Regions from separate parts of the Mus musculus genome. Here regions 2, 3, 4, 5, 6 and 7 are each linked to region 1. Evidence: chromatin contacts called from public ChIA-PET, HiChIP or PLAC-seq and promoter capture Hi-C data. All regions are on one chromosome and are shown on one strand. The core of a region is the stretch at or near the end of the contact, and the rest is flanking DNA. Distances in the headings are between cores, read along the strand shown.

Region 1 (3,599 bases), core at 465-2,964:
GCTATTCCTCAGGATAACCTGACGGGACCAGAAGCTCCCAGGAATAGAAGGGATTGGTGTGATGCTACACTCTAAAAAAATCTAAAAATCACTTCTCTCCAGTGCTAGTAAAATGCAAGGAGAAGCAATTTCAGCCAAGCCAGTTCACCTCAAAAACACTCCTTTCTAGAACCAGAGGCTGACACTAAGCTATCCCCCCAGAAGAACTGTGGGTCACACATAAATCAACACCCGACCTTAGAGCAAGATATGACCTTCAGAACACTTTGAACCTGCCACTAGCTCACTGGGAAAAATTCATTTATGAGCATCCCAAAGATGATGATGTCTGTGTGTGCACAGTATTTCCAGGGAGCCAAGTTAACAGCTGTTTCCTCACCTCTGTGATGCAACCATTGGGCACAAAAGACATTTAAAAGATTGAGTTCAAAAGCCTTACTACCATCAGCTTAGGCATTTCACCCTAGCCCTTGTCTTGGTCCAAGCTTGCCCAACACACACACACACACACACACACAAAAGCAATATATCAGAGAGATTCAGGGATCCAGGGATGGGGCCACTCCCACTGAATCCACAGGCTTTACCGTACTGGTGTTGAAATGACTCCTAAAGTTTGCGTGCTAGTTAGCCAAGCAGATGCTGGCAGTCTAAGCCCTTAGGAATTCTTGAAATCACATGTCCATTCTTGCAAATTTCTTCAGAAATTACTCAGTCTCTTTAATCAACACAAAAGTGTCAAAATAAAAAAACAAGTAAAATTGTTTGGGGAGGGGGGGAAGCCTTTGGCCCACTCATGGTTTATGAAGTCCATGTGGCCAGTTACAGTGGGGGAAATGAGGGTTCTTCTCCTGTGACCTCAAGTGGGGAGCTGCAGTGCTGGGAGTACCTTGAAGGGAGGCCAACAACGCCAGAAACAATACACTTAGCTTGCTCCTTCTCTCCCTGCACCGAGTTGACCTTGCAAAGATTCTCAGGCTATCAGGGATTTTGTGGACCCCATACCACTTTACCTACATTCACAAGTGCCGTTTAAGGGGTTTGCAATATTTACATATAGAACTGAGAGATGGTGATGGAGGAGTCCTTTATGAAAATAATGACAATAATGGCTTGCCACAAGGTGTCAGTATATGTTGCCGCACAGTAAATCAGCTCTAGTTAAATCTATGTACAGGATCATATATCAGAACCAGTGGCTGTGTGTGTTTTATGTTCCGGCATTAGCATAAAAGTGCCCGCCTCCTGCTGTTTGTATTAAAGAGAGCCACTGAAACACTAGAAACAGAGAAGAAACACAGAAATAGGGAAGTGCTGTTGCCTCCTCCTCTCACCTAGACTCTGTTCCTTTTCCCACCTCTGAGCCAGTGTGTCCTCTAGCATAGAGTGGCCATCCCTCTCTCTTCCCTCCCCTTCCTCCTTTGCCCTCTGAGCGTCTTGCCTGTGTTCATCTTGCTCTAAAGTTACCAAACTACAGCAATATCTTTTGAGGGGTAAGATGAGACCAGAACACATCAAAGTGTCCACACAAGAGAAGTGACACAGGTCCCCTTTCAGACAGCAGAATCTCTAAACCAAAGGTCAACTGCCACTTACCTTTTTGCCATTCACAAAGAAGACCAACTCATCTACCGTTGTCCTCGTCATCGTGACGGCCGGAGTCCCCGAGCTGCTGCGAGGTGCTTGTAGATATCACTGCCTGCAACTTGAAAGATACGCCTCCCAGCAAAATGAAACAAAGTTAGCCAATGAGAAAGAAGCAGCTCCAGGCATGGACAGCTCTTGGCAAGAGTCACAGGTTTGCACAATCCAGGAAGGACCAGACAGCCAATCCACAGATCCTACTCTGTCCTCCTAGTCAAAGTGCACAGAGGAAAGTGCAGCCGTAGATTAAGGAAGCCTGCATCTTGGCACCAGATGACTGTGAATTCTGGGCACCTGCCCTTGTGAAACCTGCTTCATCCTCCTCCCACTTGCCATACCAGGAAGAGCAGGGAAGGAGCAGTTTGCCAGCCACTGAGGCTGATTCACTCTCTTCCCGTTCACACTTGTTATTTTCCCAAACCGGCTCACCCTGACACAGGCTCGCCACTGGCCTGCACAGCTCACTCTCTCAGGGCCTGGCAGAATGTGAAGGTCAGAGACACAGACCCTTATGTCCAGACTCAAACCCTGACCTTTGACTACAGCCTGTCACTTATCGCCTGCAGGACTCAGCTGTTTCTTCCTGGAAAAGGGACATCAGGATGACACCAAAAGCAGAAAGCTGAAAAGCAAAAGGTCTCTCGGGCGTGCCTTATAAACTTGCAGAGAATGGAAATAATCACTTTTGAACAGTCACAGGAACAATCCCAATAACAAATCATGTTCCAGAATTTCACAAAACTTGTCAAATTATCAGAGGAACTCATACACCAAAACATATTACAAGCACCAAGTAAATAAAATAAGCTAATACAACAACACCCACCACAGTCTGTTAATAGAGCTGAGAGCCCCCAGCTCCATCAAGGACCATTAGCTTCTGGTGTAAATGCCTATGCACAGCATCCACTCAGACAACACTCGTGGGCTCTCCTTGCTCCACCTCCCACCACTCCATTCCACCCATCTTCACATCAGCAGGCACTCTGTCCTTCCCCAGCCCTGCAGTCACTCAATCACTCAGCCAACCTACAGGGACACATGTGTCATCGTCCTGGAAGACCACAGAAAAGGAAGAAAAGTGCATGGTCAGATGAGCCTGGTGCAGCAACAACATTTTGGGAAACAGGACTCCTGGGACAGTCACATCATCAACACAACGCCCCTTTGCTGGCACAGCCCTGACGGAACCAAGAATGAACTTATTTGTCGGTCAATTGATATCCCAGTTTACCCTTAGACTTATGCACCAAATCCCTTCAAGTTTCTCGGTCCAGGATATTCTGGTCATCATAAAACAGTACTTGCTACCCGGAATCAAATTCCTTACGAAATGGGCAGTTTGGCTGTCTGGGGATGTTAGTGACATGCCTGGTAGGGCTGTTGTTGAAGATGATGATGATGATGATGATGATGATGATGATGATGATGATGATGATTATGATGCTTCTGAGACCAGGAAATGGAACTAACCATCCCAAGCCCAGGATAATCCTTCACAATAAAGAGTTGTCCAACCTAACATGTCAATCAAGTAGAGGCAGAGATGTGGTGACCTGGAAGGGAAAGGGTGGGGAGAGGGACTAAGGCTGAACCTAAGGTGTGTTTTGTTAACTCCCTGTTCCTCACACTCCTATGATGGACTGGTGTTCTGTTCAGTGACTCATCTTCATGAGCTCTGCCTTTCCCCCACAGTCCCAGGGAAAACTCTGAAGGCTGGATTTAGTGTCAGCTCCATCACCTTTGCAAAAGTCACTGGCTTGGGTCCAGTGGCCACGTTCACAGACACGGCTTACTATAACTACTCTGTAAAATCAATTCTGCCAAAAAAAAGTAAAGAAAGAGGGCAAACCATCCCAGCAGATGTTGAGAGAGTGCTGGATGGAGGATATAGGAATGTGAAACCTAGGGGTTGGTAACACCCACAGTACCCCTCCCCTGCCATAATCTGAAGG
Region 2 (3,599 bases), core at 454-2,953, 980 kb before region 1:
TTTTGGGGACAATTTACTTGTGTACTAACTTGCTTCAAATCCACTTGCAGACAACTAAAACTCCATTGAGTTATTTCCTTCTGTCTGTAGTGTCTACGATAGAACTATTCTGACCTCGGGTGTTTCTTTCTTTCTATCTCTATTACCAGAAGCACTCCTTTAATCTTTAGAAGTTTGATTTGGCCCTTCCTTCTTTTTTTAATTCATGTGTATTTTCTTCTCCTGCTTGTTGCCATCTCTTTTCTTTATCTTATGGTTCATACTTGCATCTTTAAAAAATACTCTGTTACTTCTATTATCTTGTTCCTATCTGCATTTATTTCTAAATTAAATTTATCTTCCTAGTTCTTTGGCTCTGATCGCTTTTATTGAGTGACAGGTAATATGAATTTCACCACTGTTCAAGGCTCGACGAGTCTTCTGTAAATTGCCTTTAAATGTTGCTCTAGGATTCAATTAAGGTACTTGGGGTAATGTGATCTTTCAAGACTGGCTTTCAAGCCTTTAAGGTAGGACCAAAACCAACCATTAAGCAGGCTGACTTTTGTCATCACTGGTGCAGGGAGCAAGGTGCTATCAAGGACTTTTAAGCAAGAAAGTGACATGACTAAGATTTACACTTAAAACCATTCTTGTAGCATGAGAAGGAAAAAAGGAGAGGGCAGACAGACACAGAACAGGGTCTGCCATTCATCTATTCAGTCAAAGAGAGAAGCTTGCAGTTCAGTGGTAGCCAGTTTCCAGAGGGTGGAATAGTTGGGCCGGGTCAATGGTGCATGACATGGGCAGAGCAAGAGGAGAAAGGGGGTGTCAAAAGTGACCCTGGGTGTCCCAAATGGCCTTCTGTTTGATTCTGGGCAAATGTTGTCATCTCATAGAAAACCATAGTAGGGTTTCCAGGGGCCTGGAGTTCTCAACTCCCCTTTTTGGGTCACTCATGGACTGACTGGAGGAAGAGGTGGGGCCGGGACCACCACGCTGCTTGGCTATCTGTTGGGTTTTAAAAAGAGTCAGCGATGTTAAGAAAATATTACTGGTGACCATTGTTTTTAAAACAAACACTCATACTAGGCTCTACTAGATTAGACACACACACACATTCGATAAAGTCACCCATGCTAAATGTCTCTGTCTTTAAACTGAAACTAGCTGTTAGCAAACCTGAGAAATCAATCAAGAGCAAGAAAACTAACCAGATTTCCCAAACAGGCCCCTTTCAACTGGCATGACAATAAATTTCCTCTGCACGGGAAACACACACACACACACACACACACACACACACACACACAGAGAGAGAGAGAGAGAGAGAGAGAGAGAGAGAGAGAGAGAGAGAGAGAGAGAGACAGACAGACAGACAGACAGACACGCATGCAGGCAATCAGCTCTTTTTGAGTTACTGCCCTCTGCCTCCTTTACAGGGCATGTCCTGACTTGAGCAACACCTCCCATGCATTCTTTTCATTTTGGTTTTCCTTTCTCTAGCCTTCTGCTGCTATAAACCTCCCCCCTCTATTTAGACCACTGGCATTCTTATTCCGTTTTATGGCTTGAAATATGTGATTCTAGAGTTGAAACTAAAGCTGATTAAGATCTTTAAACTAAATTGTAATTTTGTCCTTCGGCTGTATCTAATTTTAAGGCCCTGGGTAGGGGGATTTCTCTTGCCTCTGACATCACAGACTCTTGCCTGTTCAGAGAGGAATTTCCTTTGCGAGTGCACCATCTGGGCCTCTGAGAGCCTGGCAAACGGCAGTCTCTAATGCACTGTGTTTTTATAGTGGGAAGCAAGCTTCAAGATGGCATCACAGCTCCATTTCCCTTTAGTCTAGGATCAAGTCCGGCTCTCCCTAATGATTAATTCAGTAAAGAATTTCATTCATAGAATGTAGAAATGACCTCTTCAATCCTCTCTGAGCTACCCAGAGAAAATTCCTTAAGGCCCAGACAGGGTCTGTTTAGTCTTGGTCTATAGCTGTCCTTTATCTCCGTTTTCAAAGGCGCTCCTCCACAAACCATGCCCGTATAATTTCCCCCTTTCTCCAATATAACAACATGTTTTCTGGCAGAAGACATGATTCTTGTGTTCGGTGGGAGCCGAGGTTAAAATGAACTTTGTCCACACCACTGTAGAGAAAGGGTTAAATGTTTAAAGTTGAAAGTTCAGCATCTGTGACTCACTTCCCCCTCTTATTTCCCTTAGCTATGAATTTAACAGAGATAATTAAACATCTCTAATTAGTTTGAACGAGTTTCCAAAAAAAAAAAAAAAAAAGGCCCTATCCTAGGGACCCAGGAAAGTTATCACCATGGGCGGTCCCCAGGGGCAGTCTCTTCCCTGGGATGTGTGGAGCTGAGAAGCAGCTCTGAAGCACAGGGGATGGCTTGAGGAAGTATCACGGTTCAAACACTTTGCAAACTGGTGGGGCCTTCTCTCATTTCCTCTATTTTTTCTCTGTGTGTGTCACACATATATGCACACCTAAATAAGATGGCCTAAATATATTAGCAAATTCATACTTGGGGCTGTTGTAGTTCTTCATTTAAAAAAAAAAAAGAAAAGAAGAGAAGAGAAAAATGAGAAAGTATTAACTGAAGGTAACAGACCTCCAGTTTAATCTGGCATCCTATTTTAAAATGAAAACAACAACAACAACAAAGAAATCAAAGCAAAGAGCTAAATGATCCACATAATTAGCATCATCCTGTCTGAAAGACGCAGGCCTCCAGTCTGCACATCAACATGTACCAGGCAGCCCTTAAGTGATCCTAAATACCAAAGCATGCCCAGGCTGCAGTTCCTGAGGACTGTAGCTGAAACTTCCAACATAACAAACCTCAAAACATTTGGTTTCCAGCAGGAACCGGATATGTTAGACATTTCGCCCAGGTCTGGGGTAAAGAGCGCTGCTTTAACAGAAGGGAGGGAAAGGAGGAAGGGGGGAGGGAGAGATGAGAGAGAGAGAGAGAGAGAGAGAGAGAGAGAGAGAGAGAGAGAGAAGGAGCTAAAGAGCAGAGCTGATGATGGACAACAGCATTCAGTTATGGGCTGAAAATAGAAAGAGTCTTTGGCAAGGTTTGGAGGAGACAATATGCTATTAAAGATAATTTTCAGAAAGAGATAAAAATCATGACTCGCATACAAAAATAAAAATACCCACATTAAGGAACGTATTTACTCTAGATAGCAGGAAGCCAGGCAGATGTTCAAATGAGAAACCAACACACACACACACACACACACACACACACACACACACACACACACATACACACACACACTTCTGTAGGGTAAAGAAATGTTGAGATGCATTTCAAATGGAAACAAAACTGGTTTTTCCCCAAAGGAGGAGGCAGCTAATTAGATCAGACAGGACACAATTTCCATATCTATTACTTATCATTTATAGACCATTGTGAAACAGCTCAAAGACAATGAACAGTGGGATCTGAGCCAATGAAAGCTGGGCCCTGAGGGTCCACAGTTTGCCCCCAAGACACCATTTTCCCCTACAATATGCATAAAAGTTATCAAGAGGATGTAAGCGTCTCTGGAAGGACTGCCCATTCCTAGAGAAGACAATGTCACAAGCTGGTTT
Region 3 (3,599 bases), core at 651-3,150, 840 kb before region 1:
AGGACTGAAGGAGAGACTGCTGTACATGAGGACCCACGTTTCTTCTTCTTCAGTCCTTTTCCAAAGTCTCTTATATGCTATAGATCAGGCTGGCTTGGAACTCACAGAGATCTGCCTGTTTCTGCCTCTCCAATTCTGGAATTAAAGTTGTGAGCCACCACTGCCTAGCCCCCCCCCCCTTTTTTGTGTCTTAAATAACTACAGACTGGGGAAAGAAAAGTACTCTGATTTATTTTTATGTTGAGAAATGTTGGTTAAAGGATCTAAGTTGAGGGGGCTATCCTGGAGTCTCGGGTATCCATCTTTCTTCACTACTCTCCTTTAATCCATTAGAACAAAAGAGGAATCTCTAGTAGAGGGAAGGCTATGTATAGACTCTTTAAATCCTCAGAGAACTCACAGCGGTGCATTCTTGAGAGGTTCTGGGGGATCCCCATGTTAAGTTCAAAACAATGACAAGCCTTAAAATTCCTAAGATTTTCCCAGAACTCTTGAGTTTAGAGACAAAAGTGAGGTCCGTTCAACCTCTGAGGGATAACTGCATTTTTGTGCTGCTTTTTTTCCTTCGTTGTATTTTCTGTTTTCTAATACAATTGTGGCACATCTCAAACACTTAAGTATTGAATAAAGGTAAAGGAGAGGTAACGCTGGCTCTGAGCGCGAAGGCACCTTGCATTTGTTTTTTAAAATTTAGAGTCTTGCAGAGGCAGTCTCCTGGCTCTGTTATGGGGACTGCTGGGACTACAGGCATGTACTACCACACAAGGCTACCCTGAACTTAAAAATTCATTTCTCTCTGTTTCATGTTAAATAAACAGATTAAATGAATAAACATAAATGAAAAGCTGTTGAAAGGCTCTGTCGGCTATGTGTGGACATTTCATATTTTTAAAGATGTCTATTATCTGTTAAAAGTCAGCAAGAAGGTATTGTGCAGGGGAAACGCAAAGAGGTTAAATTAACCAGTCTCTAGCATCCAGGTGCTTAGTCTGGTAGGTTTGGAGCCAGATCCAACACTGTAGAAAGGCACAAAGACCTTTCCAAAAGAGTGTCCTACAAAACCAAACCAAACCAAACCAAACTTAAAAAAAAAAAAAAAAACCCAAAAAACCAACAAACAGAAAAAAAAAAAAAAACCAAAAAAACCAACAAACAGAAAAAAAAAAAAAACCCAAAAAACCAAACAACAACAACAACAACGACAAAAACCCGACAGCAACATAAAAACTGATTGGGCCATCCAGAAGAGGAAACGTTGAGACTTGAGCAAACACTGCGAATTAGCAACAGTTGCGCACCACAGAACCTGGAGTTGCTTTTTGACTTGGGGCAAGAAAATAACGCTTGTCATTTAGTGTCTCTGCGTTTTCCATCCTGCAACTTTAGGGGTTGAATGAAGGTGCGTTTAGTTTTACACCATCAGGAACCTGGCTCTAGAACTGACTGCGTGATCATTTGCTCTTTACATGAGGCAAGAAAGTAAGAGTTGTAAATGATTGCCTCCGATTTATTTTCCATGAGGTAACCTCAGGCGTTGAAGGTGTCTTGAGTTTTGTGCCAGCAGAAACTCAGGCTCTAGAATTGGCTGGATACTAAATTGCCCTTTGATTCCTGACGTAAACGTTAGGCTTGCAAATGAGTGCTCTAGCTTTGCCATCCCCCTACGCAACCACTAGATTCCCCGGAGACCACCGCTTGAGTTCTCATTTTTGGTTTCTTGCTCCTCTACCCCTACCAGCTTTGGCAGGCATCTGCGCCTGGCCACACTGATCTGGGGCGCGGTTCCTTTAAAGGAGCTTAGACGACGCCCGGGGTCTCTCCCCACTGCGGAGCAGGGGCGGAGCGCCCGGTTCAAGGGCTTCCCACGCAGCCGGAGACGCCTTGCGTCACTGCGCCAGGAGCCAATCAGGGTGGAGCCCGGAGGGACGCATTACTAAGGCGACGGGGCTCGACGCCTCCCCGCTTCGGGATGAATTAGCGGCGGGTTCTTCTCCCAGGTTGTGACCCCCGTGGAGTCGCTGTCTCGCCCCAGTGTCCCCGCGACGTCGCGCGTTTCCCCCGGTGTGTCCCAGGTGCGCGGCCCGCGGTGTCAGGTGTGGGCTTCGGCGCGGGAACATGGCGGCAGCCAAGGGATTTTTTTTTCCCGAGTGGGCGGATGGAGAGCTGCGGCTCGGCGGCTTTTCCCCGGAGCAGGCCTCCTCGGGTGGGCCCTGGGGGACGGACACTGGCGGGAATTGGGTGGAGGGCTTAGGGCGATCGGCTCTTGGGAGGGAGGCCGAAGCCTCCAGAGCTGATCAGGATGCGGGGGCGAGGAGCGTCGGGTGCCCCTTCTGTGCTCACCTTCCTGTCCACACCACACCTCGGTGAAACCCGGGAGCTGCCGGGTCCCCCTACACCGCCTACGGTGTGTCAGGGTCCAGATTCCAGGAGCACAAGGCTTTCCAGGGGTCGCCACGTGAACGGCCCACAAGAGAGTTTTTCAGGGTTCAAGCAGTTTGTTTCTTGCAGGTGACAGAGGTGTGCCCTAGGTCTAGGTGGCAGTGCCACAGAAAGAACGATAGGCCACATTGAAGGCTGACTTCGAGTCCAATTTTCCTTTTTATTGGCATTCGCTCTAGCTAAGGGCTGGCCTCTCATGGTCCTTGCCTCTGCCCTTGTATTGGTGCGATAACAGGCGTGCTTCACCACGCCCACCTGGCAGGTTTGGTCTCTCAGGTTGTATCTTTTTTGTTGTTCTTTTTTTGTTTGTTTTTGTTTTTGTTTTTTTTTTCGAGACAGTGTTTCTCTGTATAGTCCTGGCTGTCACTTTGTATCACTATGTAGACCAGGCTGGCCTCAAACTCAGAAATCTGCCTCTGCCTCCGAAATGCTGTGATTAAAGGCGTGCTCCACCACGCCCGGCTTCTCAAGTTGTATCTTAACATCTAAGATTATGTTTGACCAGAAGCAATAAAGACAAGGCATAAGGTGTTTCTTTGTGGTTGTGGAGCTGTTTTGTTTCCTGGTTCTTGCCTGAAGGCTTAGTCGCCTCTGATTGGATGTAGACAGAGCTGAGTTTTACATTCAGTTAAGTCCAAGGAAAGTATTGAAAAAGAAATTGGTGAAGGCCTTACCAAGATAAAATGCTTCCCATTCATACCCATCACGTGTTTCGGGAAAGAAACCCCCTGTCACAAAAAGTTTAAAGAGTTGGATGGGCTACTTTTTAAAATACTATTTTGATGAAAGACTTTGCAAAATTCATGTATTAAAAAATTTGTATTTGTGTATGCGAGGCTGCATGAGTTTATATTCACCACACAGTGTGGTGACACTGGAGCTGGAGTTTCAGATGGTTTTTGAGTCACCTAATGTGGGTGTGGGGAACCCAACCCTGCTCCCTTAAAAGAGGAGTAAGTGCTTTAAACCATTGAGCTATCACGCCAGGCCTTAGACTTAGGTGTTTTTGATTTAGTAAAGGAATTGAAAAGACACAGAGCACTTAGCTTCAGTCCTAATAGCTTCTGTCTCAGGGGTGCCCCGAGTATCTTGCACTGTGGTTTCCACGTGGCTTTAATTTGAGCAAATGTTCCCACCAGGTCTAAAGAGGTTGGCTCCTG
Region 4 (3,599 bases), core at 365-2,864, 690 kb before region 1:
CAGATGGTTGTGAGCTACTACGTGGTTGCTGGGATTTGAACTCAGGACTTTTGGAAGAGCAGTGAGTGCTTTTAACTGCTGAGCCATCTCTCCAGCATGAGAAGAACTCTTGAGTGAGAACTTGCAGAGGGGAGGGCCTGCAGAGACTGAAGCAGGTGCCTGGAAGGAAACAAACGTTGGGGGACATTGAAGAATTCCCATTGCCGACCACAACGAAGGTAAGAAGGAAGAGGCAAAATAAATTTCAGGATATCCAGATGAGGGTTTAGAGCAGCAGGTGTGACCATTCAGGGAAACTGAGGCAGAGGGTAGAGCTGAGCTCAGGGAGAAGAGGGGGTGCTGTGCCCAGCTATGTGTTGAGCTGATTGGGCTCAGACAGCTTCCAGTAGACGCAGGGGTGCACCAGCCCAGCCTTTGGCATGTCAGAGAACCAGACACAGATCTGGGATTCCCTATGTGTGTAGTCGGTGAGGATTCTGTTTAAGATGGAATGAATGGAGCTGAGCTTCCTCCCTGCCCCCACCCACCCCCAAAGCTCACCTCCCACTCCCAGGAGCCAATTGTGGTTTGCTTGTAAGGATGCCTGCTGTAACCCAATGGTTTGTGTTGCCCCTAAGTCCATGCATTAAAATTCTAACCCCTGTGGTGATGCTATTTAAAGTTGAAGCTTTGAGGAGATTCTTAGGTCATGAAGGAGTAAGCCCCTATAAATAAGATTAGTGCCTTAGAAGAGAAACAGTAAGGACGAGGAAAGATGGCTCATCTAGCACATATGCTTGCTGCCAAATCTGATGATCTGAGTTCAATCCCAGAACTCACACAGTGCTTGCAATTTGCCCTCTGACCTCCACATGTGCACTGTGTTGTGTGTGCACATGCCTCCCTGACCACCACTCCTACCAAATAATACAGGTTTTTTTTGTTTGTTTGTTTTGTTTTTTTTTTAAAGAAGCAAAAAGTATTTAAAAATAATCGAATAAAAGAAACACTATGAAGCTGGGCTAATGGCATACACTTGCTGGGCTAATGGCATACACTTGCTGGGCTAATGGCATACACTTGCTGGGCTAATGGCATGCACTTGCTGGGCTAATGACATATACTTGCTAGGCTAATGGCATACACTTGCTGGGCTAATGGCATACACTTGTGAACTCAACATCTAAGAGGCCAATGCAGGAAGATGGTGAGTTCAAGGCCAGCTTGAGCTACAAAGCAAGACTTTATTTCAGACAATCAAACAAAACATCAAGACACCGAGTGTTCCCTAGCTCTTCAGCCATTGGAGGACATAGCAAGAAGACACTGGCCACAGGCTCTATCAGCCTTGTGCTTAGATATACCTGTTCTTAGTTGTGTGGAGACTAACAATGCTGTTCACTTCCCATTCAGTGGTGGTTTTGTGTTAGCATCTCAGACCGACAAAGCCTTCTGCAGACTCACACATCTCCTGGAAGATAAGTCATCTGAAAAGCCAGAGAAACCTCTACCATGCCTCAGACACTGAGTGGCAGTCAGCCAGGCCGTGGTGCTGTCTTTCTGCCTGAGTCACCGGGAATGATTTTGTGTGTGGTTACGCTGTAGCACCTTTGAGTGACAGAGAGAGTGGGCGGAGGCTGAGTCATGTGAGCCTCTTCCGCAGATGGTGGAGGAATGTGAGTCACACCACATCTCCAGTGCGTAGGGAGAAGCAGCTTAGAAACCCCGCAGAGACCATGTCCAGAGACAGGTCTCAGGGCCAAGCTTGCTGATAGCTGGTCCTTAACAATGATGGGTGTGGCTGTTATTTAAATGGGCCTTTACAGATCAGACATTCACCAGTTTTTCCTCACCAAGTCTCAGGTTATACTATTGTCACTTATGTGGTTGTCAATAGTTACCTTCATCTGCCCCCAGGCTGTGGATGTAGGCACTGGGCTAGACTTTGCCATCTTTTCCTTGATGTCAAGTCCATCTGAAAGAACAATTGAATAAGCAAGTGAATGAGTCTCTCCCCTTGGGATTGAAGTTTAATACAGTCTACGAGTATACACACACACACACACACACACACACATACACACACATATATATATATATATACATACATATATATATATATATTCATTCTATTCTGTATACACAATAACTTTGGAAGACTAAGGATATGTGATACATTAATAGTAGAGCTTACTTCCTGAAGATGGAGACTGAGGACTGGAATGGTTGATTACCTTATCATCTTCCTTGCCCCTGTTCCCTTCACATATATATGTGTATATATGTATAATATATATTGCACAGAGAGAGAGAGAGAGAGAGAGAGAGAGAGAGAGAGAGAGAGAGAAACAGAGACACACAGAGAGAGACAGACACACAGAGAGACAGACAGACAGAGAGAGAGACAGAGAGAGAGATTTTCAAGTAGCCCAGTCTGTCTTCAAACTCACTATGCGGTCAGGATAACCTTGAACTTCTGACTCTCTTGTCTCTTCCTCCCGAGCGCCCACTCTCTGCAGTGCTGGGGATTGAACCTAGGACTTCATACCTGCTAACCACGTGCTCTACCACTGAGCTACAGCCCCCCTCCCATTCTCCTCTCTCATTCACTCGGTAACACAGAAAACATAGTTTGTGTCTGTCTACACAGGCTTGATTTTGTACCCCAGGTGCTAGTCCTCTGACCCACACTTAGGTTTGGAGGTGCTGGCTAGCTCCTCTCATGGGTGCCATGTCATATTTTAGATCAGTAGCATCTGCAGCGTAGCCAGATGGGATTGAGCACTTAGAAGTAGGCAGGGGTGGTGGCGGAAGTGAGTGTGTGCTGAATGAGAACCCCAGATTACTGGAAACTACATTGAGGCCTAAGCTAGGTGACAAATCAGAGGTTATTAGAGCTAGAACTGTGGGTAAGCCAGAACTGTGCGTGTGCCAGGTTGTCACAGTGAGAAGGTTAGGATCTCCATAGTGCAGAGTCTCTTTTCATCCCTTACACCAGTGATGGGTAATCTCCCTGGTGGCATAAATCCAGAGCCTCGCTTTCCTGCCCTTTCCCCAACTATAGATCTGAGCACTACGTAAACTTCCCAGTCTTTGGCCAAGGAGGCTACAGGCAGAGCATTAGGTATGTTGGAGGAGCTTTGACCTGATGGTTAGAAAACTAGGGTACAGGCTTGCTTTTATAAGTCCATCTCTTTTGTATTCTGTTAACTTGAATTTGGCCCGAAGTGGCCCCTGAACTCTGAGTTCCCGCATAACAAACTGTAACCAAACTTAGTGTGTAACAAAACTGTAAAATTTTGTCATAGAGTTTGAGCCAGTTACAACATAAGCATCAGCCAACCATGGGATGCTGGCTAGATAGTCTGCACCACAGAGGGGCCCTGTCTTCCTCAGCTCATTGTCCAGGGTGAGGGTGCATAAGAGGAGGTGAGGCTCTCAGCATATCTGGTCCAGTCCTCTCTTCACAGAGGCTACCTCTGTTCCTGGCCCCACACCACGCCTGCTCTTCTCTTTCATGGCTTCCAGATCTTGAATGATACCCGTGGGGCATCTTGCGTTGGGAAGATCTTTCTTCCTCTCCTTCCTTCCATCCTCAGAGATAAAGGGCATTTCTTTGT
Region 5 (3,599 bases), core at 445-2,944, 650 kb before region 1:
GGCATTACTACAACTCATGAAGCAGGACTTCAGCCACTATTAGATTTCCTCTGCCGACACCAGGCGTCACTTTTGGTTTTCCTGTGAGGTGCCTGACATCTTCCCCTCCTGCAATCACTAGGCAATGCTTCACTGCCACTTCTAAGCTAGGGACAATGATCTTCCCCCGGGGAACAGCAGTGACTTCAGAGGGTGTCCAGGCTTCCACCAGCACTCCAGGTCTATCACAAGACTGTCTGGAGCAGGCCCAGGATAGCCTTCACAAAGTCCCCCAGTGAGTCTGTTTTCAGTGCCGTTGCCCCCATAGGATAACTGCCTCATGGTCTGTCTTTCCAGAGAGAGATAGAGATAGAGATAGAGATAGAGATAGAGATAGAGATAGAGATAGAGATAGAGATAGAGATAGAGATAGAGATAGAGATAGGGATAGAGAGAGAGAGAGAGAGAGATAGAGAGAGAGAGCCTGAGCTGGAAGGACCGGAAGGGATGAAATAAAACTCACTCATCAGTTGTTCAAGAATTTTTAAAAAGTTACTGCCCCAAATACTTTATAGGCAGAGGTACTGCTGGCTGGGTGTGGAAATACACTCCAGATCCACACATATATCAGTTTAAATACCAGCTCAGCAATTACTAATTGCATGCTCATCTCAAGTTACTTCTCTTAGCTTTTAGTGTTATTTTCCCAGTGTTAGAATGGATGGTAATCTTTACTTCAAAGACTTATAATTCACTAGAGACATACAAAACACAGAGCCAAGCATTGCCTCTCAACTCAAAATCTTCAGTGCCCGCCGACTTTGAAATTCTTGGCTTGTGTCTCCTTTCCCCACTGGTGTAATGTTCATCATCACCACTAGATGGAGATAGCGAGGCATCTCAAGGCTTAGTGTCGTAGCCAACAGCACAAGGGAGTTCCAGGTCCCATCTCCAGTGAGTGTCTCCAGTACCCAGCAGGAAGCCTCCTGGGCCCCAACGTCAATCCTTTAAAGAAAATAACTGCCTTTTATTCTTGGTAATTGCATGTGCATGTGAGTTAGCTTTCCCTATTTAAGTTGTGGGTGTGACATAGCAGGTGTTTTGAAATGGCAGTACTCCAGCTCTCACCTTTAGAAGGTTGGTGCTAAACATGATTTCATAAGAGAAAGTGGCCACGCACCATCAGAGGCTATGGCGACTCTAGAATTTGTATCCTCAGTCTGAGCCAATTACCACTTCCTTCCGGGTGGGGGGCGGGGTGTCGGACGGGTTACTCCTGTACAGACCTCTGCTGCCGTCTAGGGAAAACCTTATCCCACGAGTGTCTACTGTTTTCCCTCTGCAGACAATGGCATTTGGGGGTGAACTGAAGTCTTTGCATGCAGTATCTGAGTCAGTGGCCTGATCTGTTACACAGCCATACGGGGATGGGGGCGGACAGAAATGACATAGGTGAAATCCAGGATTCCTTTATTGGGCTTTGGGCTACTCCTATCTGGTAAGAACTCCGTATTAGACTTGGGGAACAAGTGAAGGCTTCAAGGGCCATGTCAAACTAATTGAAGAAACTAATTAGGGCCAGACTGAGGCATAACTTTAAGGGACCCACTTCAGCCTCCAATGCTCACATTGTGAGTTACTGCTCTTGGTTAACCACAGCCCGGAGCAGACTTCTGGCAGGCTCTTTGCCTGCAGGGCCCGCTGTGGGGCTGGACAGTTATTGGTAGGTTCGCCACTAGGTGTCACTGTCTCACCAGCATCTGTCCAGGGATGATGGCTAACTCCAGGTAGGTGGAAGAGGTTGTTCATTTTCATGCCGATAAACATCCAAGGTAGAGAGAGACGCATCTGCTCCCATGCTGTGTGGAGAGAGCGCGGTCCCGCATACTGCCCCGGACAGTGTGAGTCGCTAGGGCTGTTAGTGAACCAGTGGGTCTTTTTCATGGTGATTAAATGCTGCCTTCCGTGCTAGTTGCTGCTTAGACTCTTAGGAACTTGTTCCCCAACCCTGATGTATAGAATAGACCTTAGAGGTCCTTGTATCAGTCTTACTTTTCGGAGAAGGGGCCCAGACAGAGAAAGCCTTCCCCCTAGGACATCGCCCAATAGAGGCAGAGCAGACCTGAGCCTTAGGCTGGGTGGTTCTGGGTTAAGGCTGTCTAAGCCACCATGTTCCTTGTTTTCCACTGTGCTCCATCAACTCTGCTCTTACCATTCACAGAGCAATCAGTGTATGCTCTGATCTTTGTTGCTGCCCTGAGCTGGAAACATATATAGACATAAGATACCATGGCATGTGATAGACCCAAACAGTGTGTGTCTCAGGGGCAGCATAGGTCGGGAGCAGGCGATTTTCCTCTCTTTGGTCAAGAGCTCTTTTCCAAGACTCTTTCTGGGGGCATAAAAGGGACAGTGGATTCAAAGATTATGGGGACAGGTCCACAAATAATCTATTATCAAGTGGAAGTGGTATATACATTCATGATCAGGCCCAAGAGGGTCCTGCGGGTGCAAGCAAGTTACACCAAGTTGTCTGAATGTGTGTATTTTCTCCTCCTGCTTCAGTGCCTTCTGCTCTAAAGCATGAGCCTATAGTTTTGTGGGAAGATGATGGTTCTGTGTGTCATACAGGAGCCACCCAGAAGTGGACAGCTGCAGCATTCTAGCCCCCTCTTTGGGACAACCGTGAGATGGCAGTGAAGGAAACGTTAGGAAGGACACAGGGTTGTATATTTGGCTGTGGCAACTCGGATGATACCCAGGTTACGGTCCTCATAAAGACCACTGGACACTTGCTGGCCCAGGAACCTTAGAAGGTAGAAGAGTTGAAGCAGCAACTATGACCACCAGGGGGCAGTATTTCACCACATTCTGCTTAATCCAGGACCATTCTCCCAACACTGAAGAAAGTTATGTCTTCTTAGGGAATTGCAATAATGTTCTGGGTGCAGAAAATGGATAGGTATATCAGCCTGGACTGAAATCTACTTCCCAAAGGCAGTATTGTTTCTCTTGTCGCACCTTATAACCCAGCAGCTATGGAGTCAACACAGCCGCAAAACCAAAGAAGCATCCATGTGTTCGCCAACTTTGCACGCAGGCAGTTCTTCGGTGGCCCAGAGTTACTCGGAGTTGTTCTCTGAGGACATTTTGTGGTTTCAGATCGAAGGATACAGAGTTCTAGGTATGTCCCATATGCAGCATGTGGGAGAACAACCAATGTATCCAAACCCATTTGCAGATGATGATGGCATGCCCCAGCGTCAAAAGGATGGGCACCGCTGCCTGTGGCTAGAGACTCCAGCCTGTGCACGTCCGAGAACCAGCCTTCTTTTCCTCCTCTGCCTTCTATCAGGCTGCAAAATAGAGCCCCATTACCCATTCAGCATTCGTCGTCTTCAGATGTGGCCAGACTCACACTGCCGCAGCCGCATGCCACTGCCGCAGTGATTATTGACCGCTCTGCTGGGATATCAAGCACTTTGGGCTTGGCTGGGGGACCATTAATCAACAACCTTGTCAGAGTGATGGATTCTGTTAGGATTATTGCTTAATTAGCTTGTTTAGGGCAAGAAAATCAACCAGGACATTAGTTCTCTAGCCAGAAGGAAGAGGGAAAA
Region 6 (3,599 bases), core at 673-3,172, 580 kb after region 1:
ACAACTGTTGCTTAATTCTCCTTAGTAGTGTCCACTAAAGTCCACTTAGTTTAAATGTAGCATTCTAGTTTCTGGATTCCCTTACCAACAACAAGACAGTGTCTTGATTTGTATCGGCATGCTAACCAGAAGAGGTCTGATTAAAGGATAGTTTGGTCAAAAGTGATTTTAAAAACAGTTTCAAATAGTAGCCTTTAAAGTTTCTACATAATTGCTGGTGGTTTAAAGAAGGATACTCATGCCGGGTGTGGTGGCGCACTTGGGAGGCAGAGGCAGGCGGATTTCTGAGTTTGAAGCCAGCCTGGTCTACAAAGTAAGTTCCAGGATAGCCAGGGCTACACAGAGAAACCCTGTTTCGAAAGACCAAAAAAAGGATACTCATTTCTTGAGTAGTGGTATAGGGCAGTCCTAGCCTGAACAACTTCGGTCCTTTAAATAAAGACGTATTTTGAGAGGGAAGCTTGTGTAAGCAGCATGGGGTTCCAAACCAACTGCTGAATTCAACCTCTAGCTTCTGGTAGCAACAGCCTCCAAGTGCTGGGATGAAAGGCGTGGGCCACCATCACCAGGCACCAAACAATTTTTTATTGCCTCAAGTTTTTTTTTTTTGGAAAGGATCTTGTTAAATAGCGCAGGCTTGCCCAGAATTCTTAGCATTACTGTTTCAGACTGGGATTCTAGGTATGCGAGACCACACCCAGGCACCGCTACACTGTAACTACAAGTGACTGACTGACAAGTAACTGTTTCAACATAAAGTTTAAGAAAGATGTTCTTTCAAATCTAACGAAGGAGGATACTCCACTGTTACAGCAAATCTCTCCAACCCAATTATGCTCTGGCAATGAAAACACGACACAATTAGTATGAATACATGCTGTGCGCCTAGATTGGGCAGATCTACAACCACTACACTACCATCTTCCACATCTATGAGACCACTTAGAACTTGCGTTTTCTCCAGGCCATGTTCTTCTGTTCTGCTTTTCTTCTTCCTCCTCCTCTGCCTTCTCTGTCTCAAACCTCCTTCCTTTCTTTCCACTCCACTTTCCCTTTCTCTGCCCAATCATCAGCTTTCCTTTATTTTACAAATTAAGGTGGGAAGGTTTACAAGAAATCACCTAAGTGCTGACTCATTCCTTGTTCACAACTCCTCACAGGAGAACAGAATTGACATCAAATATAATTAGCCCCAGGGCAATCCACAACACCCCACCAAAAATCATGTAAATCCTTTGCAATGAGCTACACTAGGCTGACCTGTAATGTGTCCAGCACCTCATTAATGAGCATGTCTGTTTATTAAAAGATTTGGAACTATCGCTTCTCAGTCTTCTAAGATCAAGTGTAAAAAAAATCTGAAACTAGGGCAGGCGTCGTAAAAAAAAAATCAGGTTCAGTTCCAATGAAGAGGCTTGTCAGAGTGTGCAATGATAGAGGCCTACTTCCGGATCTCGCCTCCACCCCGCAACGCCCTCCTCCTCTGCCCCGTGCTGGGAACCGCTGGGAATCAGCCGCCCTGGCCACGAAGGGGCCTCTGGGCGTACCAGACAAGTCGCGCGGGCTCGGGTTTGCCTAGCGGAAATGCACAGGGCCCAGCACCACCCTCCCTGCCACGCGCAGGGCGGAACTCCCGCCGATACCACTCCCGGGGCTCGAAGGAAGAAACTGGGACGTTGAGGACGCAGGGCTGGCTGGAGCAGCAGCGCGTGGCACGCGCCTAGTCCTACCACGCATGCTCCGCGCTTGAAAAAAAAAAGTTTCAGCCCCGCCCCCTTCTTCTTCTGAGGCCCGCCTACCGGGCCCTGGGAGCTCTTCTGCGCATGCTTACTAGGCCAGGTCCCGCCCCTGCCCCGCCTTTTCTGTGCCTTCGGAAGTTCCTTATTAGCTTCCCTCTGCTCTGGCTAGATCGGCACTCCCGCGCATGCTCCACCCCCTGGGCTCCGGCCCCTCCTTTGGTGCGGCCCTCTCTCCCCTCCCCCGCCAGCCTGCGAGCTCGCTTGGCCTGGCCGGCCTGGCGGGCGACGTTCCCTGTGCGTGCAGGCGCTTGACTTCACTTCCGGCTAACGCGCTCCGCTTTGCCCCCTGGCCCCGGATGGTGACTGGCTGTGGTGCTGCACCTCCCGGGACTGTCACTGAGCGGCTTCCCAGTGTGATTGTGCTGAGCGCAGGCCGGAAGATGGCGGCTGCGGCTGCGGAGGCCTCGGGCCCGAGCTGCTCCTCCGCGGCGGCGGCGGCAGGGGCGGGGGCGGCCGGGGTCTCCGAGTGGCTGGTGCTGCGGGATGGCTGCATGCGCTGCGACGCCGACGGGCTGCACAGCCTCTCCTACCACCCGGCGCTTAACGCCATCCTGGCCGTCACCAGCCGCGGGACCATCAAAGTCATCGACGGCACGTCCGGGGCCACCCTTCAGGCCTCGGCGCTCAGCGGTGAGCGCGGCACGCCGGGCGGGGGCTGGGCTGGGCCGGCCGCGGGCGGAGACGGGTTGTGGGGATGCTGGTGGAGGAAGCCTCCCAGCCTCCGGGATCGGGATCGGCCTCGGAGGGACAGCGTGGAGCGGGAGGGTCGGAGAGGCCCGGAAGCTACGGCCGAGGACCTTCGGACTCGGAAAGCAGCAGCTTTTGGGGACGGGAACTCGGTTTGGCGGGGTGCGCTGCGAGTTGCTTTTCGGGCCTTTTGCATCTGAACCGGCCTGGTCCTGTGGGAGAGATGTGGAGGCCTTGGAGGTCGGTGCTGGTGAGGACCGGGCCCTCGCTGGCCTCTTGGACGAGATTTTGGGCTAGCTCCGGGCTGGACCAGAGGGAAGGGCTGGCAGTCTTGGCGGTGGCGGGAGAGATGGGTGGCCGGAGGCAAGGGGCGGGAAGCGTCCAAGCCGGCTGTCTTGCCCTCTTTTCCCGGCGAGTAGCGGCCCGCCGGTTGTCGTCTGGTCCTGTAGGTGCGGGGACCTCCGAGGGTTGCGCTTTCGCACAGGGGGCGGGCTGGAGTGGGCACTGGGATGGGGAGGTCAGTAGGAGAGGGAAGGCCAGCTGCCTGAACTGTGCTTGCTGGACTATGGGACTCGCAGAGTGCAAAAAAAAAAAAAAAAAAAAAAAAGAAAAAAAAAAGGTTAGTATCGGTCCTCTAGCTCTGAGTGCTCCCTCCTTCCAGTGTCAAGAAGCCTAGGCCCCTTGTAATTAGGTGGAACTTCAAGCCCTTTCAACTTGTTTTAGCATAGAGAGCTAGAGATTGGTAGTTGTAAGTATGTCTGGGTCTCCTCCACCTTGGAAGGAGAGCACTTGGGTGGTGGAGACGTTGGTTCACATATTGGACTTTCAGGATGTACCAGGTCAAAGCTCGTTCAGTGGACATACTGGAGTGTTTTGGGATAGCCCTAGCTAAGTTATTTGCTGAGATGACATTTCATTTGTGGATGAATGGTGTCTTAATTTTGGCGTTAAAGGTTAAAATTTAGAATTTGATGTATTAGTGGGTTTTAAACTCATGCACAGAGATAAATTGTATCGAAGTGCACTTAGCCAAATGGAAGTAATTATGTGTTCTACCAATTCACCTTGTGTTATTTTACACAGACATACACGAATAAGTTTACTGTGTGAGTA
Region 7 (3,599 bases), core at 629-3,128, 540 kb after region 1:
TAAAGAAAGGAGAGAAGGATATTCCTGGACTGACAAATACTACTGTGCCTCATCGGCTGGGACCTAAAAGAGCTAGTAGAATCCGAAAGCTTTTTAATCTCTCCAAAGAAGATCATGTCCGCCAGTATGTTGTCAGGAAGCCCTTAAACAAAGAAGGTAAGAAGCCCAGGACCAAAGCACCCAAGATTCAGCGTCTTGTTACTCCACGCGTCCTGCAACACAAACGCCGACGTATTGCTCTGAAGAAGCAACGCACTAAGAAGAACAAGGAGGAGGCTGCAGAATATGCTAAACTTTTGGCCAAGAGAATGAAGGAAGCCAAAGAAAAGCGCCAGGAACAGATTGCCAAGAGACGTAGGCTGTCCTCTCTGAGAGCTTCTACTTCTAAGTCTGAGTCCAGTCAAAAATGAGTCTTTAAGAGGAACAAATAAATAATGACCTTGAATCTTAAAAAAAAAAAAAAAAAAAAAAAAACCCCTCACTGGAGAGATGTATTGGAGGGTAGTTATACAAAAGGCTGCCTCTGATGCACAGTGGCAAGCTGTGAAGGCTTGGCCTATATAAATGGTATGGCACATGTACACAGGAAGACTACTCCACCTGTGGTAACAGTGGAAATAAATTGAATTTGGCCGCTGGTGATGACATGGCTGCTGTCGCTGTTAACAAAGCTGGGCTAGGGGAGTACCAGGCTAAGGAATGTGGGTGGCACTCGGTTTACCAACATACACACATATACAGAAGTTTAGAAAAATGAAAAGCAAAATTTAAGATTATAAACATAGACGAGTAACTAGGAAGTTGGTTTAGAGGTTAAGAGCTCTTGCTCTCTTGTAGAGACTTGAGTTTGGGTTCCCAGAACCCGCATTGGGTGTCTGCAGGAACCGCAGTTCTGAAGGATCTGAAGCCCTCTTGTGCCTTCTGCAGGCATCTGCACACACACATACCCTCAAGCACACACGCATAGCCTTTAAAAATAAAAACCGGGCTGGAGAGATGGCTCAGTGGTTAAGAGCACCGAATACTCTTTCAGAGGTCCTGAGTTCAATTCCCAGCAATCACATGGTGGCTCACAACCATCTGTCACGGGATCCAATGCCCTCTTCCTGTGTGTCTGAAGAGAGCAATGGTGGTGTACTCTTGTATAAAATAAATAAATTAATCTTAAAGAAATAATAAAAACGTAGGTGAATTTGCAAACTTTGGGTAGTTTATTAGGGAACAGATGAAATCAGCAGCAGGCAAAAAGCAAGGGCTTCTTTGCCCTAATTTATCCTTTCTGGACTGCTGCCTTCTTCATAAATTAATTTGGCCAGAGTACTTAAACCGTAGGTGGAAATTTACAGCTTTACAATGACCATTCTCCGGCCTCTTAATTTTGTTGATAAGGAGACTAAGCTTTGTCACGACACATAATTTCGTAAACATCCTATATAATTAATATATAGAATTATTGTGGCAGAATCTTGTGGTCGGAAATGAGGGGTTGAAGTCCTAAAACTTAAGTAGTTTGTGTGTGTGTTGTGTGTGTGTGTGTGTGTTGTTTTTTTTTTTTTCCTTTGAAAAAAAAAGGGCCTCACTTTTTTGCCAATGCTGCCTCGGCCTCTCTAGGAGTTCCGGGAATTACAAGCGTGAGCCATCAAACGACTAAGCTCTCAAATTGTGTTAAACAACAACGAAGAAGATATGTTTATAAAAACTCAAACAGGGAAAAAGGTAGACAGAATTATTTAAGTAAACAGCTGATGAGGGCGGAACAGAGATTTCAGAGGCCACTTCCGGTGTTGGAGTGGTTTCCGGAATCAACACAGAAACAGCCAATCAGAATCTTCTCGCGGGAGCCAATAGTCGAGCAGATTACAAACAGCCAATCCCGGCGGCGCTGTCACTGTTATGGTCCTGTCAGGGCCCCGGCGTCGTGGTGCTTGGGTGCTCGCCACCGGCTGGCCTCGGGTGCGACCTGGTCGGCAGCCAGAGGCTGCGCTTAGCTCGCGCGTCCCCTCCCTCGGCCGAGCCCGCGCCTCCTGGCTCGCAGGCCGCCCCTTAGCAGGTCGTCCCGGAGCCCCGGGCCCAGCCGCTCGTCAGCACCGAGGCCGGCGGGATGCAGCCTCCGGGCCCGCCCCCGGCCTATGCGCCTGCCAACGGGGACTTCACCTTTGTGTCTTCGGCGGACGCGGAAGGTGAGGCCGAGGCTGACCTCCGGGGCTCCGGGGCGGGGGGTTGGCAGAGCTGGGGGACTCCGCCCCTGTGCTCCCTGGGCCTTCCCGGAGGCCTCTGGGGACGAGGCAGGGTGCGGGGCGCCGGCGCTGCGGGCTGGGGTCCCCGGGTGTCCTGGTTCACCAGGGAACCCGCCGATCTGGTGGAAGGAGTTCTTTCTGAACTCCGCTCCGCAGTTACTCAAAAGAGTGAGGGATCTAAGGGAGAACAAAGTGGGGCTGTGTGGCTCTGCTATTAATAGGAAAACCTTCCCGACTGAGGTGACTTTTGGCAGGTTATGGAAAACTTACTTGAAAGGAGACGTGCTTTTATTTATTTATTTTTAATTGAACTTGATTTCTTGCCCAGATCCCTGGGTCCACACAGTTTGTAGTGTTTGGTCCCAGTGTTCAAAAAACTGTATTCAGGAGCATTTGAAACTTGAGGAATTCAACTTAGTGTTCCCAACAGTGTCTATAGACTTGGCTTGTACTGTTTGGAGCAAGCGACTGTGCTTGCTTAAAACAAAACAAACAACAACAAAAACAGGGAGAAAAAAAAAAAACAAAAAACGTTTCTACTGTGGGAAATTTCCCCCACCCCTCATTAGTTCAACTCCTTGTAACCTGGTTTTGGATTTTGCTTTTATTTAATCTTATTTACTTACCAGGGACCAGATTTTTGACTGCCCAATATGAAAAAACAAGTTGATTTCGATATAGACATGGAAATACCTGGTGATGAACCCCTTCGACCCCAGCACTTGAAAAGCAGAGGCAGAGAGATACCTGAATTAAAGGCCAGCTTAGACTACACAGTTATCAAGTTCTCTGCCTGCCGGGGTTACATACTGAAACCCTGTCTCAACAAAGTAGAAAAGAAATTTCAGTTTAAAGATGAACGTGAGTTTTCTCAGAAATCTGATTTCTTTCTTTCTTTTTTTTTTTTTTTGTCTTTTCGAGACAGGGTTTCTCTGTGTAGCCCTGGCTGTCCTGGAACTCACTTTGTAGACCAGGCTGGCCTCGAACTCAGAGATCCACCTGCCTCTGCCTCCCGAGTGCTGGGATCAAAGGCGTGCGCCACCATGCCCGGCTAGAAATCTGATTTCTATAAATATGATTTGTTTCTTTCTTAGTTTTTTTTTTTAACTCTTTCTTTGGTTTTTGTATTTTTTTTTTCATTTTTTAAAAATGAGACAGGGTCTCACCATGTAACTCTGTTTGGCTTAGAACTTTATGTAGACAAGGTAACCTCTGTCTCCCTACTTCAGGGATTAAAGGCATATACTACCTCATACAGCTCAGCCCCGATTTTAAATTTTAGTCTGAGACAGTCACACTAAGTTACTCAGGCTGGCCTTGAACTCAGCATGTGACCTAATATTGCCCTGAACATGCTCTCTT

What was found. Promoter capture Hi-C pulls out the DNA fragments that hold promoters and counts their contacts. ChIA-PET counts read pairs in DNA pulled down with a chosen protein or histone mark. HiChIP or PLAC-seq counts read pairs in DNA pulled down with a chosen protein or histone mark.
Region 2: a contact with region 1 is called in an H3K27ac HiChIP or PLAC-seq map of the NIH/3T3 cell line, with 4 times the contacts expected there. The contact joins the enhancer-like site here to the promoter of Xdh in region 1. A contact is called at or near these places in 2 of 39 promoter capture datasets (the 3T3-L1 cell line and hippocampal neurons), 1 of 484 Hi-C or Micro-C datasets (bone marrow-derived macrophages) and 2 of 115 datasets of contacts at active chromatin or transcription factors (the NIH/3T3 cell line and pancreatic cancer cells).
Region 3: a contact with region 1 is called in an RNA polymerase II ChIA-PET map of memory CD8 T cells, with 11 read pairs. The contact joins the promoter of Lclat1 here to the promoter of Xdh in region 1. A contact is called at or near these places in 2 of 39 promoter capture datasets (the 3T3-L1 cell line and embryonic stem cells) and 1 of 115 datasets of contacts at active chromatin or transcription factors (memory CD8 T cells).
Region 4: an RNA polymerase II ChIA-PET map of memory CD8 T cells shows a contact between it and region 1, with 20 read pairs. The contact joins the enhancer-like site here to the promoter of Xdh in region 1. A contact is called at or near these places in 2 of 39 promoter capture datasets (the 3T3-L1 cell line and embryonic stem cells), 2 of 115 datasets of contacts at active chromatin or transcription factors (astrocytes and memory CD8 T cells) and 1 of 9 other capture datasets (adipose tissue).
Region 5: a contact with region 1 is called in an RNA polymerase II ChIA-PET map of memory CD8 T cells, with 10 read pairs. The contact joins the enhancer-like site here to the promoter of Xdh in region 1. A contact is called at or near these places in 5 of 39 promoter capture datasets (the 3T3-L1 cell line, the C10 cell line, hippocampal neurons and 2 more), 3 of 484 Hi-C or Micro-C datasets (brown adipocytes, cortical neurons and myocytes), 3 of 115 datasets of contacts at active chromatin or transcription factors (the NIH/3T3 cell line, memory CD8 T cells and regulatory T cells) and 1 of 9 other capture datasets (liver).
Region 6: an RNA polymerase II ChIA-PET map of memory CD8 T cells shows a contact between it and region 1, with 23 read pairs. The contact joins the promoter of Birc6 here to the promoter of Xdh in region 1. A contact is called at or near these places in 2 of 39 promoter capture datasets (3T3-L1-derived adipocytes and liver) and 3 of 115 datasets of contacts at active chromatin or transcription factors (effector CD8 T cells, memory CD8 T cells and pancreatic cancer cells).
Region 7: a promoter capture Hi-C map of neutrophils shows a contact between it and region 1. The contact joins the promoter of Yipf4 here to the promoter of Xdh in region 1. A contact is called at or near these places in 1 of 39 promoter capture datasets (neutrophils), 1 of 115 datasets of contacts at active chromatin or transcription factors (memory CD8 T cells) and 1 of 9 other capture datasets (adipose tissue).

Annotation. Positions count from the first base shown.
Region 1 is chr17:73,948,482-73,952,080 of GRCm38.p6, forward strand. It overlaps Xdh (xanthine dehydrogenase), which reads right to left and starts at 1,715. Exons shown (of 36, transcript NM_011723.3): 1 at 1,597-1,715. The coding sequence starts at 1,647.
Region 2 is chr17:72,964,733-72,968,331 of GRCm38.p6, forward strand. No RefSeq gene overlaps it. Among named protein-coding and RNA genes, the nearest start is that of Gm23649, 21 kb to the right of the region's middle. Within about 2 kb of position 1,704, at least 106 of the 459 cell types and tissues checked have an H3K27ac peak or open chromatin away from gene starts, as enhancers often do. A contact at or near this core is called in bone marrow-derived macrophages, where this site is marked.
Region 3 is chr17:73,106,085-73,109,683 of GRCm38.p6, forward strand. Lclat1 (lysocardiolipin acyltransferase 1) reads left to right here and starts at 1,901. Exons shown (of 6, transcript NM_001177967.1): 1 at 1,901-2,072.
Region 4 is chr17:73,261,672-73,265,270 of GRCm38.p6, forward strand. No RefSeq gene overlaps it. Among named protein-coding and RNA genes, the nearest start is that of E330032C10Rik, 12 kb to the left of the region's middle. Within about 2 kb of position 1,615, at least 170 of the 459 cell types and tissues checked have an H3K27ac peak or open chromatin away from gene starts, as enhancers often do. A contact at or near this core is called in memory CD8 T cells, where this site is marked.
Region 5 is chr17:73,300,592-73,304,190 of GRCm38.p6, forward strand. No RefSeq gene overlaps it. Among named protein-coding and RNA genes, the nearest start is that of E330032C10Rik, 51 kb to the left of the region's middle. Within about 2 kb of position 1,695, at least 51 of the 459 cell types and tissues checked have an H3K27ac peak or open chromatin away from gene starts, as enhancers often do. A contact at or near this core is called in memory CD8 T cells, pre-B cells and regulatory T cells, where this site is marked.
Region 6 is chr17:74,526,373-74,529,971 of GRCm38.p6, forward strand. Birc6 (baculoviral IAP repeat-containing 6) reads left to right here and starts at 1,923. Exons shown (of 73, transcript NM_007566.3): 1 at 1,923-2,429. The coding sequence starts at 2,096. It overlaps Gm31645 (a long non-coding RNA gene), which reads right to left and starts at 1,828. Exons shown (of 3, transcript XR_385765.4): 1 at 1,261-1,828.
Region 7 is chr17:74,487,615-74,491,213 of GRCm38.p6, forward strand. It overlaps Yipf4 (Yip1 domain family, member 4), which reads left to right and starts at 1,879. Exons shown (of 6, transcript NM_026417.4): 1 at 1,879-2,180. The coding sequence starts at 2,102. It also overlaps the pseudogene Gm6476.